Linked DNA regions of Larimichthys crocea: region 1 is linked to region 2. Evidence: chromatin contacts called from public Hi-C data. All regions are on one chromosome and are shown on one strand. The core of a region is the stretch at or near the end of the contact, and the rest is flanking DNA. Distances in the headings are between cores, read along the strand shown. Region 1 holds the start of LOC104919126 (FYN-binding protein 1). Region 2 holds the start of mysm1 (Myb-like, SWIRM and MPN domains 1).

Region 1 (2,700 bases), core at 121-2,620, 230 kb after region 2:
ATAGAGTTTTATTTGTGCTGCATAGTATTTAAAAAATTAGGCGACATTTGACGGCAGTGTGTCTTTCCAAAAGCTGCCAGTTACTTTATAATGCACAATCCTCTGTCAGCAGTTTTCATTGGGACTATTTCTTCTGTGAAAACTGTCTGCGGATCGTCCTGAATAAGATGCAGAAAAATAAAATGATCTGTATGACTAATGATGATAAATTTATATAAATAATATATCTGTAAAGTACATTTATATAAATGTATATTAATATTATAATTTTTACATATATATTAATATTATATATATAATTATATAATTATTTTTTATTATATTATTTTATTTAATTTTATATATATAATGTTATTATAAAATGTATATATTTATAATTTATTAAAATATTATATAATAATACTAAATAATTTCCCTCCTGGGATTATTATTATTATCATTCTGATAAGTGCCAGTTACTTTATATGCACAATCCTCTGTCAGCAGTTTTTGGGACATTTCTTCATGAAAACTGTCTGTGGATCGCAAAATAAGATGCGAAAAATAAATGATCTGTATGACTAATGATGATAATTGTATATAATAATATATATATAAATAATACAAATAAATGTAATATAATATTTATTATTATAATTTTACATAATTATATTATTTAATATTATATTTTATTTATTATTATATTTATATATATCATATATATATTATATATATAATATATAATATATATATATATATATATATATATATCCATGTATAACATTTATAAATAATAAATAAATAAATAATTTCCTCCTGGGATTATTAAAGTATTTCTGATTCTGATTCATGAAGCATCTTGACCCTGAAGTATAAGTTAAGTTAAGGATTATAAACCAGATATGACAAAGTGAACATGCGCCTGAGGTCTAAACTCAGGACACACCTGTCAGTGCAAGCTCAGGCTGGCATGAGGACAGAATATCCTCTCAAAGCTGTGTGTGCCTGCAGCATGCGTTATATCCACATATGCCATATTACAAATGCCTGTTTAAATACTTGTGAGGTCTGTGTAACAAACCTGGAATGTGGACCGACCTCTTGCGTTTCCTCTTTCCTGCGCGTGTTTACCTTCAAGATTCACCTTTAGGCTCCGGACAACAGAGCCCGTATCTAATGACATGTGAGAGATATACATATACACACACACACACTGACTGTTCAAAGCTGCTTGGTGGAGAATAAAATGAGAGTTTGAAGAGTTTGAGGAAAAAAACACCTCCAGGTTTCATGACAGTGACTAACCTGCGCAGTGCCAGCCGGGCCACATTCCTGAGGGATAAAAAAAAAAAAAAAGTCAGTCAGTGAGTTGCGTTAAATGCTCAACCGGAGCACAGACCCGTTTGACAAGACGGACTGTTTTTGAAAAGATGAGTGTGACACGACTCAGCCTCGCTCAGAACCATCTCCTGCGCGCACGGGACGCACACTCCTGTCGGACAGGTCGATGAAAGTGTTGGAAGTTTATTCAGTTCATGGTTTGATTTCATCGGACACACAATGAGAGGCTGAAGACAGAGTTCACTCACCTGAATAACAAGGCTTTTGTCGTTTCGGTGGATCATTAAAAAAAACACAATGGATCAGGTAGGTCTGTTAAAATCTTCAGATCCGTCTTTATTGATCATTTATTATATCTTAGCAGTTATATTTCAACATATTATGACATTTTATGTTGTGTTAACAGGTGTAAGTCTTCCTGACTGTCAGTCTTGACAGTGAATTGAGTAACATTTATTAGTCACATGTAAGCCTCTGTGTGTGTTCCTGATTCTGGCTACAAACCAGCTCAGCAACAAAACTTACAAAACTAAACCTTCACTGCGTTGTGACGGTTGATTTTCCTCTGCTTAGCACCACACTATCTTTAACAGGTGACCCATGTTTTGTGATCTTCAGGTAAACATGTCATTTATGTATTTTCCTGGTACTAGTTTTCTGCATTGTTTGCTTCGTTCACCAGGAGGACGTGTTGGACTTTAAGGCCCTGATGGCCAAGTTTCAGGATGAAGAAGTCCTCCTGAAGCAACCCAGGATCAAACCTGCTCTCCCAGAGAAACCAAAGGTTGTCCCTCCTCCCCAGAGCCCGCCTCACTACCTCCCCGCAGGAGCACGCCCCTCCCTGCTCACCTCCATCAACCAGTCCCTAGATGGGAAGATGGCCCCCCGAGTGGTCTTCAAGGATGAGAAGAAGGAGAGCAAGAAGCCTCTCATCCAGACTACCTCGAAGGGAAAAGACAAGAGTGAAGCGAAGCTGATCAAAGGGAAAGACAAGGCAACGAAAGGAAGCAAAGAGAAGCCCGAAGAGGCTTCGTCAGATCAGAAGCAGAAGAAAGAGAACGGTAAAGACAAGAGGTTCTCGTTGGTGCTCCCTGGAGCGCCTAAGGAGAACACCGCAGAGCTGGTGCCAGCCACGCCTCCACCTAAAGTCACACCAGCGAAGAAGAAGGGCTTCCTGGGATTCAGGAAGTCAACAAAAAGAAATTCATACGAGGTATCGGCTGATCCGATCATGGACTCCCCCAGCTCAGAGATTCCCGGACAACTTCCTCTTATCCCGGTGCCTCCTGACTTTGGTGACTCACCACCAGAGCCTGAAGTCTCTGCACCGAAGGCTCCTCTACCAAACATCCCCACCAAACCTGACTCCAGTGCTGCAGT
Region 2 (2,700 bases), core at 99-2,598:
ACTTTAACAGATTGCAGTTATCTTTTTGTATCCTGATTACATAACTCTGTAACATGTAATCTGTTATTCCCCAAGCCTGCCGAATAAATATTGGATCAGATGTTTAAAAGAATTGGGGGGGACAGAAACGTTTTGACTGAGTCATTAAAACAGCAGAATATACACTGTCAAGTGATGTGCAGTATTAACGTTCAACTGGGTGGAAGACGTGATAGGAAGTAAAATACTATATCTGTAGTGACAGTAAAACAGATCAAGAACTCCTTTATGAAACCCTGTTTATAATTCAATTAATAATTTAATATGTTATTCATGTTTAAAACAAGTTTAAACATTCAAAATCAGAAGGGAAAAGAAGAGTTTAGAAGAACGTCATGAAACGGTGGCAGCAGTATCAGGAGAATGAGATAAAAGAATAAAGTAGGAGGGGTGAGAAATGGTTGAATATACAGAAAAGAACAAGGACTAAGACTAAGAATAGGTCACACTTTTTGTCACCATATATGTGTACATATATATTGCAGTTAGGTATGTATGCACACTTTGCACAAGCTAAATATACATCACATTTCTATGTGTCTGTTTATAGATATTATTATTACTATTATTATCAGAGGTGTCAAGTAACAAAGAACAAATAATTTGTTACTTGAGTAGAATTTTTGGGTAACCCACACAGGGCGGGATCTAAACACGGCACAAAAATCATGAATGTACCCTGATTGTAGCTCAATGCTCAATCTTGTATTATAACATATATAATGTCGAAGAAATCATCGAGTCCAGTTGAGAAGTTTGCTGTGGTGGTCTTCCTTCTCTGCCCGTTGCTCCCACAAACTCTGGACACTGCTGGACAATGCACAAACCAAATGGCAGCGGCCACTTCTACAGACTCCAAAAAACTTGCAATACTTGCAAACCGAATTTGCACTGTGTACAGCCAACTGTTTACATATTTCATTTTTGATAGACCTCACAGTTTATACTGTAAATTCTGTCCATACTGCCATATTTATATTTATAGTGATAATTCTGTTTATACTGTGCCATATTGCCACATGGATGTCTTTTAGCTTGTATATATTTTTATATTTATATTTTTTTATTATATTTTATTCTTTTTAACATCTTTTACTTCTATTTATATTTGATATTTAGTGCTGTTTGCACCGGGATAAGAGGGAAACGCAATTTCAGTACTCTGTATGTCCTGTACATATAGCAGCATTGATAATAAAGTTGACTTGACTTGACTTTATGGACCCACATTTAACTGTAAACACAGAAAATACAACTGTAGTACAATTTAACACAACAGAAACCAGTGACGGGTACAGCCACAGGGAGGCAGTGTTGTCGTAGTTCGGACATCCCGCCACACGGTGTCGCTGTGAGCGGCGCTGCACGCCGTCTCCTCTTTCCGTTGTTTACGTTTATCCAACAACATGGAGGACGAGGTGGACGTAGACATCGAAGGAGACGAGTTTGAAAACAGCCTCAGGTGAGAATAGTTTTGTTTTTGTGTCTTAGTCATGTGTGCTGCAGCCCGCACAGGTGTATGGAGAGCTGGCGGCAGCAGGACTTCACTTGTCCGGCTTAAGTCCAGCACGGACCGGACCAGCATGGACTGGTACCAGTTCACCTCCCGAGGACAGTCCAGGTGGGTTTAGTCTGACACATCCTGGTCTCTGTGTTGCAGTGAGCTGGATTCAGGAGGTTTAGTCCAGGAGCAGTTCATCCAGTCCGCGTGGAAGAGCAGCGCCGGGATACTGGTATGACTTCATGGAGCCAGACTCAGCTGTCACTGTCCATGCCTGTCTGTGTGTCTCTGTGTGTCTCTGTGTGTCTCTGTGTGTCTCTGTGTGTCCCTGTGCTGACTCTGTGTGTCCCTGTGTGTCTCTGTGTGTCCCTGTGTGTCCCTGTGTGACTCTGTGTGTCTCTGTGTGTGTCTGTGTGTCTGTGTGTCTCTGTGTGTCCCTGTGTGTCCCTGTGTGTCTCTGTGTTGTCTCTGTGTGTCTCTGTGTGTCTCTCTGTGTGTCTCTGTGTGTCTCTGTGTGTCTCTGTGTGTCCCTGTGTGTCTCTGTGCGTCTCTGTGCGTCTCTGTGTGTCTCTGTGCTGACTCTGTGTGTCTCTGTGCGTCTCTGTGTGTCTCTGTGTGTCTCTGTGCTGACTCTGTGTGTCTCTGTGTTGACTCTGTGTGTCTCTATGTGTCTCTGTGTGTCTCTGTGCTGACTTTGTGTGTCTCTGTGCTGACTCTGTGTCTCTGTTGACTCTGTGTGTCTCTGTGCTGACTTTGTGTGTCTCTGTTGACGCTGTGTGTCTCTGTTGACTCTGTGTGTCTCTGTGTGTCTCTGTGTTGACTCTGTGTCTCTGTTGACTCTGTCACTGTGCTGTGTCTGTGTGTCTCTGTGCTGACTCTGTGTGTCTCTGTGCTGACTCTGTGTGTCTCTGTGCTGACTTTGTGTGTCTCTGTGTGTCTCTGTTGACTCTGTGTGTCTCTGTGTTGACGCTGTGTGTCTCTGTTGACTCTGTGCTGACTCTATGTGTCTCTGTGTTGACTCTGTGTGTCACTGTGCTGTGTCTGTGTGTCTCTGTGCTGACTCTGTGTGTCTCTGTGCTGACTCTGTGTGTCTCTGTTGACTCTGTGTGTCTCTGTGTGTCTCTGTGTTGACTCTGTGTGTCTCTGTTGACTCTGTGTGT

The links. A called contact is a pair of places that touch in the nucleus more often than the background predicts.
Region 1: a contact with region 2 is called in a Hi-C map of muscle, with 2.8 times the contacts expected there. The contact joins the promoter of LOC104919126 here to the promoter of mysm1 in region 2. A contact is called at or near these places in 2 of 7 Hi-C or Micro-C datasets (both in muscle).

The regions. Positions count from the first base shown.
Region 1 is chrXVII:11,715,446-11,718,145 of L_crocea_2.0, forward strand. It overlaps LOC104919126 (FYN-binding protein 1), which reads left to right and starts at 1,371. Exons shown (of 20, transcript XM_027290220.1): 1 at 1,371-1,626; 2 at 2,003-2,700. The coding sequence starts at 1,618.
Region 2 is chrXVII:11,485,268-11,487,967 of L_crocea_2.0, forward strand. It overlaps mysm1 (Myb-like, SWIRM and MPN domains 1), which reads left to right and starts at 1,349. Exons shown (of 20, transcript XM_019273582.2): 1 at 1,349-1,501; 2 at 1,700-1,772. The coding sequence starts at 1,446.